Regions from separate parts of the Sus scrofa genome. Here regions 1, 2 and 4 are each linked to region 3. A link is a contact called in public HiChIP or PLAC-seq data. All regions are on one chromosome and are shown on one strand. The core of a region is the stretch at or near the end of the contact, and the rest is flanking DNA. Distances in the headings are between cores, read along the strand shown.

The links. HiChIP or PLAC-seq counts read pairs in DNA pulled down with a chosen protein or histone mark.
Region 1: a contact with region 3 is called in an H3K27ac HiChIP or PLAC-seq map of alveolar macrophages. The contact joins two enhancer-like sites. A contact is called at or near these places in 2 of 47 Hi-C or Micro-C datasets (embryonic fibroblasts and omental adipose tissue) and 1 of 2 datasets of contacts at active chromatin or transcription factors (alveolar macrophages).
Region 2: an H3K27ac HiChIP or PLAC-seq map of alveolar macrophages shows a contact between it and region 3. The contact joins two enhancer-like sites. A contact is called at or near these places in 2 of 47 Hi-C or Micro-C datasets (alveolar macrophages and omental adipose tissue) and 2 of 2 datasets of contacts at active chromatin or transcription factors (alveolar macrophages and skeletal muscle).
Region 4: a contact with region 3 is called in an H3K27ac HiChIP or PLAC-seq map of alveolar macrophages. The contact joins two enhancer-like sites. A contact is called at or near these places in 2 of 47 Hi-C or Micro-C datasets (embryonic fibroblasts and liver) and 2 of 2 datasets of contacts at active chromatin or transcription factors (alveolar macrophages and skeletal muscle).

The regions. Positions count from the first base shown.
Region 1 is chr7:92,103,330-92,106,519 of Sscrofa11.1, forward strand. The region is part of intron 9 of RAD51B (DNA repair protein RAD51 homolog 2); the gene reads left to right. It overlaps LOC106507734 (a long non-coding RNA gene), which reads right to left. Exons shown (of 3, transcript XR_002346146.1): 2 at 1-426. Among named protein-coding and RNA genes, the nearest start is that of ZFP36L1, 390 kb to the right of the region's middle. Within about 2 kb of position 1,837, at least 32 of the 83 cell types and tissues checked have an H3K27ac peak or open chromatin away from gene starts, as enhancers often do. A contact at or near this core is called in alveolar macrophages, where this site is marked.
Region 2 is chr7:92,214,045-92,217,136 of Sscrofa11.1, forward strand. All of the region lies in intron 11 of RAD51B (DNA repair protein RAD51 homolog 2), which reads left to right. Among named protein-coding and RNA genes, the nearest start is that of ZFP36L1, 280 kb to the right of the region's middle. Within about 2 kb of position 1,502, at least 13 of the 83 cell types and tissues checked have an H3K27ac peak or open chromatin away from gene starts, as enhancers often do. A contact at or near this core is called in alveolar macrophages, where this site is marked.
Region 3 is chr7:92,476,982-92,480,418 of Sscrofa11.1, forward strand. No RefSeq gene overlaps it. Among named protein-coding and RNA genes, the nearest start is that of ZFP36L1, 17 kb to the right of the region's middle. Within about 2 kb of position 1,295, at least 8 of the 83 cell types and tissues checked have an H3K27ac peak or open chromatin away from gene starts, as enhancers often do. A contact at or near this core is called in alveolar macrophages, where this site is marked.
Region 4 is chr7:92,169,214-92,172,709 of Sscrofa11.1, forward strand. All of the region lies in intron 11 of RAD51B (DNA repair protein RAD51 homolog 2), which reads left to right. Among named protein-coding and RNA genes, the nearest start is that of ZFP36L1, 320 kb to the right of the region's middle. Within about 2 kb of position 1,543, at least 12 of the 83 cell types and tissues checked have an H3K27ac peak or open chromatin away from gene starts, as enhancers often do. A contact at or near this core is called in alveolar macrophages, where this site is marked.

The DNA of each region.
Region 1 (3,190 bases), core at 587-3,086, 370 kb before region 3:
ATTACATTTCTGTTGTTACATGTATATCAGTTGTTGAGTCTTTAGTATGCAGACGTGTTGAACTTGCCCTTCTGAAATTCTTCCAGGGTCACTTCGCCTTGTGGTCTAGGTCCAGGAAATTAGAATATTTCCAACTCATCAGGGACCATCTTGGCCTGGAGCAGAAGAGGGGTCTGAATCATTACCTAAGAGAGTTTTGTAGATTGTCACAGTTGGCAGCCTCAGAACTTGAGCTAATCCTGGAAATTCTTTAATTTCCCAGAAAGAAGGTTCCACAAGGTCAGGCTGAGGTCCTCAGAGAGAGCAGAGGGAATAAAGTTTGCAACTAGTCGCTTTTACAGCTGAACTTGAAGATAAATAAAATTATACCCATTTCTTTTGGATCATCAAGCATTTGACTTTCATTTGTTCTTTACTCCTTTTTCCCTGTATGTGAAGGAAAAAAAAAAAAAAAAGAATGCATTGTAATCACTGAAATAAAAGCAAACAAACTTGTTGATTCAGTTCCCATGGTGAATGCAAGGAAGGCCAGGCCAATAGAAACAACTGAGATATTACAAAAATGTGTTTCTTTCTGGCGGCTACACAGTCAGTCCTTTATATCCAGTCATTGTAATCAGCCCATCACCCAAGACTATTTCCAAGGTCATTATTCTGGTTGTGGGGGCTGCTTCTGCAAACAAGTGTTGATTCTACTAAATGTCCTCCCTCTCAAACGCTCTTTGGGGCAAACAATGAGTATCAAAGCATCATTCAGGAAAAGAAAATGTAAAAGATCAGAGAGATAAAACACTGCAGGTTTTCTAAAGGCTTAGGCATATCTGGCTCAAGCAACACAAATTATAAACTATGAAGCCACCTGTAAAATCCTGTTTTAATTAACTTGAAGGCACATCAATGTTATTTCAATTAAAATGAAATTCCGTTTAAATGGAAAACCACCCCTCCAGGGTACCTTGGGGCCTTGCTCACATGGATTTTAGGGTTGACAGGTGAAGCCTGTATTTAGAAAAACCAAAGCAAACTCTGTTTCTTTACAGCCTACTTAAACTTTGAAGGACCTGTCATAGGTTCCTTGGAATGTAAGGAGTGTCCATGGGTAGGGCCCAGGCACAGCTCAAAATGTTATTTGCCAATTCTTTTTCTGACTCTTCCAGTCTTCTTTCTGTTCCCAGCCTCCCTTCACCTCTTCAGTCCCTGGCCTTGGTGCCCCAGGACTACCTGTCCCTACTAGCTGATTTGTCCCCTACTATCCTTGGGGTGGACTGTGGATGACACAGAGATGCTTATAAAGAGACAGGGATGCCATCTCAGGCTTACAAGCAAAATGAATCTCAGATTGTCACAAAGGGCTGGTGAAAAAAATAGAACCCCTCTTCTGAAGCTAGGGCTTCACTAAATTTTTTTTTTCTTTTTGCGTTTTCTAGGGCTGCACCTCAGCATATGGAGGTTCCCAGGCGAGGGGTCTAATCGGAGGTGTAGCTGCCAAGCCTATGCCAGAGCCACAGCAACACGGGATCCAAGCCGAGTCTGCCACCTACACCACGGCTCACGGTAACACCGGATCCTTAACCCACCAAGGAATGCCAGGGATCGAACCCGCAACTTCATGGTTCTTAGTCAGATTCGTTAACCACTGAGCCATGACAGGAACTCCAGGCTTCACTAATTGTCTAAGAGCTGGAAGGAACCCTTAAGATCCTCTAATGGAAACCCTTCTTCCATGGAGTCAAAGTGACTTGTCCAAACCCTTTAAGGCCCCTCACATGGGGCTCCTCCATCTCGACTGCCATCCCTTCCCCTCCAGCCAGTGCCCCAGTTCTGTGGACCTGCTGATTACAACACCGTCCGTGGCTAGGAAACCCTGCCCTGTCAGCGGAACCTCTTTGCAGGCGAGCGGAGTTCACGTGCACACAGCACGTCAGGAGGACGGCTGAGTTTTAGTTCCAGTTCTGCCTTGCTTTGTTGGCTTAAACGAGTCACTTCTTCCTTTGTCTCTTTCCCCTATTGGTAAGGAGAAGATAATGAACCTTTCCACCGATCAGGCTCGCTGGAGTGTTATAACGAATAATGAGGTGATATTTGTAAAGTGCTTTGAGCGGCTGGGAACGAGGAGGGGTGAGCTCAGTAGAAAGCCTTATGCGCTGCAAGCACTTATCAACTGAGCTGTTGAACAATAGTGGCGACTAAGAATACTCAGAAATGAATTCCAGGGAGGAACCCTGCTTTGAATTTAGGAGGAGGATTAGTGGGGACCTAATAGGTATTCCACTTCTCCGGTTTCTTTGGTGTCCCCTCCAACCAGGAAAGGGAATTACATTCTTCTCTGTCGGATTCAGCCTGGAGTTTCAGTCGGGATGTCAGCGTGTACTTGTCTCCTCTTCTCACTCCGAGGCTGTGTTCTGTTGTAATTGTTAAAGCCTTGGGCATCTTCTCTCCCCAGGGATAATTTCACTTAGGAGCTATACAAATTAATTTCTATGCCGTGGCGGGGCTGCTGGTTAGAAGGGTGATTAGGGGAGCCTCGAAATCTAAAAGCGCCTGGGGAGCAATTTGGATGAAGCAAGGAAATCAAAAGGCAGGATCTTCATGTGGTTGATCTTTTTTTACTACACCGCCCCATGGGAATTTTCTCAGGCACTCAGATGTAGGCATAGTACGCAGCGTGGGACTGGACGGCCGTAGTGAAAGCCTCCTTCCTGGGAAGACGGAGACCTAGCCCAGGTAAAGGTGAACGTACCAGGTCCCTAAATATATTTAGAGCCACCTTGTAACGTCTTTACTCCCACCGAGAGTGAGCTGAGAGATGTTTATGGGGGCCCGACATGCGGGAATGTTTCCAAATGATGATTCTGGAGAGTTTCTGCAAACTCATGCCTCGCTGTTTCAGACCCTCAGTCCTGAGTTCAGTTCTCTCTCATTTTCTGGGCCAAGGAAGAAGAGCGAGGCAAATCCAAACCAGAGGAATGTTTGGAGCTTGTGCAACTCTCCGTAGGCCAACTGGACAGTGAGCCAAGAAGATTGGGGCTCCCTCCTCATTGGGCAGGGGTAGGGCTGAATTTTAGCATCCTCCTCTCAAGGATGTAGGGAGAGTTCAAGAGGTCATTTGGAACAGTGATTTTCCTGATCAAAGTTATATTAAGGAAATTATGCGGATACAGCTTTGTCCCCGGAAGTGTATGGGCTTCTT
Region 2 (3,092 bases), core at 252-2,751, 260 kb before region 3:
CCCTCGCCTGCGAACTTCCACATGTTGTAGGCACAGCCAAAAAAAAAAAAAGAAAAAAATCCCAGAAAAATATTTAATATTTCTTTCTTAATCCATTTAACATATGTTTATATGAATCAATTCACATGAATTCATAAAAACTGATAAGTTGATAGATTTGTTCAAAAATTTGAAATAACACAATCTTCCTGTAAAAATAATTGTTTCCCACAATAAAATAGGACAAAACTTAATGAGAAGAATGACAGTGTTTTACATTTTTGCAAATCTCTTTAATGTCTGACTTAATAGAAAACAGCTGGATTCTCATATCTGCTTCTGCGTTCAATCAGCTGTGATAATATTGTTTGGGTTGAAGTTTATAAAGGAAACCCAGCCTCGCATAGATATGTAGCTGGAAAAGGGAGGAATATTTTTAATAGCCTTTTCAGATAATTGTGGATAGTCTTCTTTGACACTATACCAGAGCCCGACAAATGGCAGTTTATTAAGGGTTACTTGCAGTATGGAATCTGAAACTATGTCAATGAACTCTTTGTGCTCAGTTACATTAAAATCTGTTTGGTCTGTCTTGCGCTTTGAATGGCTCTTTTGCCCGTGCATGATTTTGTAATACTCTGCATGGTCATTTGGAAAATATTGCTTCACTAAGTTAATGCAGATCTGAATTTCATCTCTTTCCTGATGAAAACTAAAAATTCACATTTGTTAATATCACCACTGATCTCATCAGAAACATCTCCAAGTACAGAAAGGGTGGCAGATACAAGTTTTCATAAACTCTCGTTTTTGCTTGAAAGCCTCTATTTTGGCAACAAGCACGGTCAATTATCTTTCTCGAAGTGACAAATTCAAATGGTTCATTTAGGGGAAAACAGCTGTCAAATAACCAAGTCCTCATAACCGTGGCGATTTTGTCCTTTCGAGTAAACATGGTGTTTCATAAAAGTGCTAGTTCAGCTCGCAACTCACTCTCACAAATGCTTTTTCTCCAAACAACTGTTGTACTTCAGGATCCACCAGAGTGCTTTCTTAATGCTTACTTTCCAATTAACCACACACATTTAGTAAAAAGATGTCGCACTTTGGGCAAGATTTCATGAAATTCATAATTTTTACTCTTTCAGCTTGGGCAGGCTTAACTGATTGCCTTTTTTTGTTGTTGTTTTTTATTCATTTGTTTTTTGGTCCCATGACCTCATGGCAGTGAAGAATATGACCAGCAGTATGGTGTCTGGCACGAGCAATTTTGCCCAAATGTCAACATGGTGAAGAAGGCAAATAACATCTTGGAGTTATGATGAAAGTAGTTTGGACCTTGCAGCTATCTTCTCAGGGTCTTGGGGTCCATAAACCTCACTTTAAATACCCATTCCTTTAGGGAAATGGGTGCTGTTGCATCGCTTCTAGCATTTGGCGTGAATGTGCTACACACTCACCCTAAGACATGCGTGTGCCAGGTCTTTGAGTCAGACTGTCATGGCTGCCGGCTATTGCATCAGCTAGAAACAGTGGCTTATTAGACACTGGCTTATTCTCGTGGATGGATCAGATATAGGATGAGTTCTTTATAGAAGGAAGTTAGGGTCTTTTATGCTTCTCTTTGCCCCACTTGTGAAAGAATGTGAATGTGGGAGGAAGCCAGGCTCTGAGAAATTACTTGGACAATTAGGGTTGAACAATTCAGGAGGAATGAGGAAGCTAACTCTTGTGCCTTTTGCTTTGTACTGCTTTTCTTCGCTCCTTTTCGTCCAATGAGCAGTGAAAGCTCAGTGGACCTCGGAAGGCATCCTTTTCAGAGCAGAGGGGTCCTTCGAGCTCCAAGCTTGAAGTGGGTAGGGTCTCACCCACACCAGTGGTACCGCCATCAGGATGAGAGACTCAGCAGGCTGCATTTGTCCCAATGGTCACAGCATCCACAAGGATTTTATCCCTGTGGGAGAGCCGGCAGCCTTGCCTCTCCTGAGGCCCCTCAGCATTCCTGCAGTGGACTCTGAGCAAGACAGGAGGGACGGGGTTATTTTTCAGCCTATTTCAGTTTAGCTTTTTTCTGCCGACATACTGAAGGGGTTTGACCTGACACCTGACTGGGCTTGCTTGGTTCTTTGGTGAGTGATTGGCTCTTTGGTTCCGTCTGTGATCACGGCCCCAGTCTATGGGCGAGAAACAACAAGCAGTTGTGTGCAGAGCCCTGGGAACTGGAGACCTCACCACATCTGTTCGCCTAGTCGGGGGTGGGAGGAAATCACCAAAACCTTCCAACGTGGGGCCGGAGCCTGGAGACAAAGGGGACGCCTGAAGCCGCTGGCGACCCTGGGTCATATGACCACCCCATGGTTCTCTTCCAAGCCCCTTTCATCCCCTCAGGTCCCCAACACTCAGCCTTTTCATCATCCTGCAGGTCAGCAGGATCGAGTTCATGCACGTCGACAAGAAAGCTTATCAAACGGAGGCAGAGGCAGGTGTTTGCAAACCGCCTCCCTGCTGAAAGCTGGGTTGAACAAGGTTGACAGTGTGGCAGAGGCCAACGTCCCACACGAACAGTATTTTCTTTCCTGGAGCTCTCGCCCTATCCTCTCTTCTGCTTTGGAACCCCTAGAGGTCTCTGGGAACCAGCCTCTGAAACAAACTATTCAAAGCACTGAGGATTTAGGGGGAAACAAACAAACAACTCAACTAAGGGATGTGACATTGCCGGCTGAACAGTGGCCTTTCTATGCCAGAGCCCGGGACCCACCATGCAGAGGCATCCAGAGGCTCCCATCCAGTGGCCTGCTAAGCCAGTTCCTGTGCCGTGGTAAGGACTGATTGCAGACACCTTTTCCCATCTTCAAGATCAAGATGTCGTGTTGGTAGCTTGACCCGACCATGATGGGGCTATTTACATCACAGAAATCAGCATGCTACCAACCAGGCTTTCTCCCCTCTAAAACTAGTTGTTAAACATTTACCAGCATGCCAGTGTCTTCACTGGAGACACCCTTGTTCCAAGTATGATTTTCAGACCAGTTATATCTGAACTTCCTAGGGGAGGGGGGGGGGGAAAGAGGGGGTGGTAAAGGTGGTGTTATTTCAAATGCAGATTTCCACGC
Region 3 (3,437 bases), core at 45-2,544:
CTATGGCTCTGGTTAGAGCTGCGGTGTGGGTTCGATCCCTGGCCTGGGAACTTCCACATGCAGCGAGTATGACTAAAAAAGAGAAAGAGAGAGAGAGAAATATTTCTCCATCATCAGCAGGAGGGGAAGGCTCAGTCAGTCCTGGGGACTTATAGGGAGTGGGGAGGACTGGGGCAGGCTGGAGAACACAAGCCCCATCTTAAAAGAAACTGATGAGAGCTCTCTTATGGCATGGCAGGTTAAGGAGCCAGCATTTTCATCGCAGCAGCTTGGGTCACTGCTGTGGTGCTGGTTTGATCCCTGGCCTGAGCACTTCCACTTGCTGCAGGTGTGGCCAAAAAAAAAGAAACTGACTCTACCTAGATCCACATGACTGATGCTACAGTGGACTCCAAAGGGGAATTGGAGTCTTAGATAGTCAGATATCCCAGTGTTTCAAGAGATGCCAGATAAATGAATCATTACTTTAAAAATCTCTTGATTTTTAAGTGTTGGCTCAAAAATATTTAGAAATATTATGTAGGAGTTCCCATCGTGGCTCAGTGGTTAATGAATCTGACTAGGAACCATGAGGTTGCGGGTTCGATCCCTGCCCTTGCTCAGTGGGTTAAGGATCCGGCGTTGCCATGAGCTGTGGTGTAGGTTGCAGATGCAGCTCGGATCCCGAGTTGCTGTGGCTCTGGCATAGGCCGACGGCTACAGCTCCGATTCAACCCCTAGCCTGGGAACTTCCATATGCACTGGAGCGGCTCAAGAAATGGCAAAAAGACGAGAGAGAGAGAGAGAGAGAGAGAGAGAGAGAGAGAGAGAGAGAGGGAGGGAGGGAGGGAGGGAGGGAGAGAGGGAGGGAGAGAGAGAGAGAGAGAAAGAAAAAAAAAGAAAGAAAGAAAGAAAGGAAGATTGTGTAGAGCACAGTACATTTAATGGGTCCACAGGCTAACTCAAACCCATAGGTGTGGAGTTCCCACTGTGGTGCAGTGGGTTAAGAATCTGACTAGTATCCATGAGGATTCGCGTTCAATCCCTGGCCTTGCTCAGTGGATTAAAAGATCCAGCAGTGTGGCAAGCTGCGATGTAAGTCATAGACGCAGCTTGGATCTGGCATCGCTGTGTCTGTGACATAGGCCAGCAACTGTAGCTCTGATTTGACCCCTAGCCTGGGAACTTCCATATGCCACCACGGCCCTAAAAAGACAAAAATAAAAAAAAAGAAGAAGAAGAATCTGACTGCAGTCTCTCAGGTCCCTGAGGAGGTGTGGGTTCACTTCCCAGACCAGTGCAATGGGGTAAAGTATCTGGCATTGCCACGGCACAGCTGTGACTCATATCCAGTCTCCGGCCCAGAAACTTCCATATGCCACAGCTATGACCTCTATAAAAAAAAAAAAAAAAATAGGCCATGACCTTGAGGCCTCCCCATCCTTTGCTCACCTCTAGGTCTCTGCAGTCTGAGCTTCATGACACAGGCCCGCCACCCTACATAGACCCAGTGGGCACCATTCACATTCAATTCCTTAAGACTTGTGGCTCAGAGCAGGAGCAGGAGCCCTGCCATACCCCCAGAGTCCTGCCAGTAGAGGGAGGTAAGCAAGCCTTTGTCCAGAAAGAGGCTGGCTCTCGCCAATCTCCCCTTTCTGATTCACTGGCACTAAATGTACCAGCCAATGGGCAGAGCTTCACAAGCCTCTGTCCCGTAATTATCTCAAGCTTGTCTTTTCTTCTATCCATACAGAACGCTATCAAAGTACAAAACCCAGTCTTGCTAACTGATGGTTTCACTCGTTTATGTCTTGTCTCCCCAACTAAAATGTAAACATTTTGAATAAGGATCGCATTTTATGTCTTTTCGAGCCACGTAGCACGACTGAATTAGTATTCGATCCCTAGCTGCAAGCTGACTGCTTCAGCACAGAGGTAACCCTGAATTTGTTGCTACTGTGAGTAGCATTTGGGTAACACTTCAGGACACAGAAGAAATCTTTTCCAGGCAACTGGAATAGGGGCCAGTCCTAAATTTATCTTAAAAAAAAAAAAAATTAAATCACCAGCTATGTGCTGTCCATGTCAGCAAAGACCAGCCATAAAGCACAATCCTGCAGCAGAGGGTGTTTTAACATTGTCACTAAGAGTCACTTGTTTTGTCTTGTCTTGTCTTTTTAGGGCCACACCTGCAGTATATGGAAGGTTCCAGGCCAGGGGTCAAATTGGAGCTATAGCTGCTGGCCTATACCACAGCCACAGCAACATGGAATCTGAGCTGCATCTGCCACCTATACCACAGCTCACGGCAGCACCGGATCCTTGACCCAGTGAACAATGCCAGGGATTGAACCTGCATCCTTATGGATACTAGTTAGGTTCGTTACCACTGAGCCATGACAGGAACTCCCAAGAGTAGCTTATTTTTAATTTTCTTACCAGTGAAATGGACTCATCTAGGCCTGCTAGCCTTTTCTCCCAAAAAGGCCAGGAAGAAGAAAGAATGCAGGCACCATCTCCACTTACAAAATATATTTAAAATTAGAATATTAGGTGTGTTGAGGCTGGGCGCACTGTTAGGTGGTTAAATATATCAGAAAAAGAATCCTCCATGGTTAATTTGTGCCCGGCTTGAACTATCTGTATTTAACCTGGCACTTATTTAATTAAATAGCCCGTTGCCTTGGGGTCACCCTGTAGTCTTGGTAATTTGTTAGGCGGAAGAAAACAATCCATGGTCTCCCGTACTTACTCTCCTCTTCGCAAGGCTACTTCGTTTTTTTCTGTTTTAATAGGCCTAGAACCCCTCATAAAGAGAGCTGAACAAACAGTCTGAGAACAGAGGAGTGAGTGCAAACACAGAGTACTTGAATCATGAGGTGGGCCAGCTGGAAAGTCTTGACAATAACTGAAACCAACACTCTGCTTCTTCAGATGAAGCAACCGAGACCCAGAAAGCTTGGGTGACTCACCCAAGGGACCCACAGCCAGCAAGGGAGACTCCATGTATCTGATTCCCGGTGCTTGCTCGGCTCTCATGAACCGAGAGCACCAGGGCTCCTTCGAACCTCCCCAGGCAGGTTCTCCAAGGGCCTAATCCCATAGGACAATGGGTTCATGGAACCGGAAGTGATTAGAGCCTAAACCAATAGCAAACTTTCATCCATTCAGTGTTTGTTGAGTGACTGCTAAATGCCAGGAGATGGAACACTGGAGATAGGACCATGAACAAGGGCCTAGGGGCCTGCTTTGCCAGATTTGCCTCCCAGGTTTAAGGGTGATGGCCAATGAATAAAAGAATAAATGCCACCTACGGAGAGTGATAAGTATTAAAATACCCAACCAGGGAGTTCCTGTTGTGGCTTATGGATACGAACCAACTCGTATCCATGAAGGTGTGGGTTCAATCCCTGACCTCACTTCAGTGGGTTAAGGATCCAGCTTTGCTCTGAGCTGTG
Region 4 (3,496 bases), core at 293-2,792, 310 kb before region 3:
TTCCTTTTGTTCTCAGAGTTCACCATGAAATCCCAGTGCTGACTGAGTGGGAAAGCTTAGAGGGTTGACCAGCCCAGAGGGAGGCTAAGTGGTGGCGAGACCTAGCAGAGGGGGAAAGCAGGACTTGGCTCTGGGAACGGGCTTTCATGGACTGGGTCCTCAGAAGCAAAGGGAGCAGGTACCGTGAGCTCCAACTTGAGCCACATCTGTTCTGGTGCTATCCTTTGCTTCCCCAGCACGCACATGTTGTGCCACCCAGAACACAGCTGGGGCCCCTGGGCCTCTGCGTCAGGGCCAAGAATAAAGATTCTATACCTGAAAGCAGCCAGGCTATTGTTGATGCTGCAGGCAGCCCAGGGAAAACCCAGGGCCTGGCTTTCCCGGAGCCATCCTGGCTTTCATGGGACTCCTGGCAGTAAAGGTCTGGGGACTTGGTGAAGAAGCAGGTATTCTAGGATGCTTTGGCCTGGGAAAAGGCAGCCGTGGACTCGGCAGGCTTCTCCTTGTTCACACTTCCTTTGCCCTGTACTCTTCCTCAGGAAACTAGGAAGCCTTTCAAGAACAAAAACCAAGTTGTTTTCACCGTGGCAGAAGACAATGGACTAGTTTCTCAACAGGACAGAATTGTTTGCTTTTATATAAATATATATATATATATATTTTAAATCAGGACCAGGTAAGGCAGGTTGAATCTGGATTCTGATGCTGTTCTCTACTAGTTTAGGGGTTTTTAAATATTGTTTAAATGAAGGAATAGTTGATTTACAATGTTCTGGCAATTTCATCTGTACAGCAAATTGACCCGGTCATACATATATATACATTCCTTTTCTCGTATTATCTTCTATCATGTTCTATCACAAGTGATTGGATATAGTTCCCTGTGCTATATAGCAGGATCTCATTGCTTATTCATTCTATGAGCAGAATAAACTTGGGGATAGGGCTGGGAACCCCAGGACACCCTGAGATAGGTCTGGAGAAGATTCTGGAAACAAAGCTAGTTTTCTCTTTTCCAACCACCTACTATAGGGACTCAGAAGAAACCAGAAAGCAAAGAAACAGTGATTTTTTTTTTTAAGAGCTAAAAAAGCTATGTGCCTTATCTTTCTTGTAAAATCAAGAATGGTTGTTTGATCACATGCTTTTGAAGCATGTTGTCACAAAGTTGGGTTGGGTTCTTCCACCCCATTTTCTTCATCATGAGCCAGCTGGTGATTCATTGAAAACTTCTTTTCCCTCAAATACCACCATCTGAGTTCATCTGATTTCAGTTAGAATCAGGAGCCCCTGTTTCTGCCTGGTGGACTCAAAGTGACCAGCAGATTCTCCATCTGTTTCCACCCAGGTATGGAGGCGTCTGCTTGGTCAGTATCATCCACGCACCAGGCACAGCCTGGCAGGTTTGTGGGGCCTGGCCAGAGAGTCCTGGGAGTCTGTGCAGCAGAATGTCTCACTCCCACACGCCACAGAGAGGGGGCAGAGGGGGCCTGTCACCCTGTCCTGTGCTGCTTCGGCCTGCTTCTCAGTGAGGCACTTCCCCAGGAAGAGGGGGCAGGACTGCCAGTTGCAGAGGCTCTTCTTCTCGTTCAGCATTCGCTTGCCTGTCCCTCCTTCCATGACATCGGCCCACACGGGCCCCCTGCTTTGTCACTCCTCTGACTCTCGCTGTTAGCCTCAGAGAGAGTTTGTTTCCAGTGTGGGAAATATATTTTAACTACGGAACAGTACAGAAAATAATACAGCAAAATCCATGAGTCTAACACACAGAATTAACACATTAACATCTTGATATTTGTTTCAAATTTTTAAAATTGAAGTATGATTGATTTACAATGTTGCGTTAGTTTCACATATACTGAAAAATGATTTAGGGCATATGTGTATATATATATAAATTATATATAAGAGTTCTCTTGTGGTACAGTGGGTTAAGGACCTGGTATTATCCCTGCAGTGGCTCAGGTCTGTGCTAAAGGTTCGATCCGTGGCTCAGGAATTTGCATATGCTGCTGGTGTGGCCAAAGAAAAGGTGTATATATATATATGTATATATATGTGTGTGTGTATATATATATACTTTTTATATTCTTTGCATATTAATATATATACTTTTCATATTGGCATATATGTACTTTGCATGTTCTTTTCCACCATAGGTAATCACAAGATATTGAATATAGTTCCCTGTGCTATATAGTAGGTCCTTGCTGTTTATCTCTTTCATATATAGCAAGCAGTATGTATATGTTAATCCCAAACTCCTAATTTCAGATTTTTTTTTTAATTACAGGAATAAAACTTGCCAAAATTCAAAATTCCGTCGCACCTCATCCTACTCCCTCCTCTCTCACCCCTATGCTCCTCCACAAACACCAAAAGCCCCCCAGGGTTTGATACATATCCCTACCCGATTCTGAAAAACTTTCCCACATATATGTGAACCCAAACATCATATTTGTTAGGAGCGCATCCTGGACGTGCATAAATGGCTTATTGTTCACATCATTCCGCAACTGGCTTTTTCCCCTTCGCATCGTGTTTTTGCAGCATATCCGTGTCGATACACGTAGATCATGTTCTTTTATTTTATCCATTGCATGAATATACCACATGTCACCCATTCCCTTACTGGAGGAAATTTTGATTATTTGTTAACTCAGTGAATCTGGTTGCACTCGTTTCTCGGTGTGCAGGTGTGAGGGTTTCTCCAGTCTATATCAAAAAGTAGAATGGGGATGCATATGTTTCTCTTTACTCTGTATTCCCAAATTGCTCTCCAAAGAGGTTTGCCAATTTACACTTCTACTGGAGGTAGTGGACCAATTCCTGTGTAGCCGTGTATAATTATAAGTTTATTGTCATGTTTCCATGGGCAATCTTCTTATGTATTCATCATGGATCCCTTTTGTGCCTCTGCCATTGGGATGCAAGCTGCCTATAGCATCTAGGAGGATCTTCTGCACAATGCATGTGCTTTGTGCCTATGCTTCCATGATTAACTGACAAAAATTACTTCACTCCTCCTAAAGTTAACTATATACCCTTCCCGGAAAGGGATGTTTTTGTTCCATTCATCATCCTTATTTTCAGGTGAGGGAGCTGAGTTCCAGAAAGGTGAAGTGATGTTCCCTGCTTCAAAATTGTATTTGTAGCCCTTTCCAAGCCCTCAGCCTGGGCTCCTAAGATTTTATAAAGTCAGAAATGAGTTTGAGCCCCCTCATCTTCCATCACGGCAGTCCGTGACGACTTACCTCTCAGGCTTCACAAGCCTCTGTTGGGAGACTCTAGGCCCATCCTGAATTTTGAATCCTGAAATTCTAAGCTAAGATGGATCAATCACATTCATATAATGATCCCTCAAGAAACTTCCTAAGTATGGTTGGGTTATAAGATTGGCTGGGTGGAATCACAACCTAGATTAACAGTGGTGTATAAGATAGAGGTTGATAGCTTTCTCACATAGCATCATGGAAGAATGCAGTCCAGAGCTGGT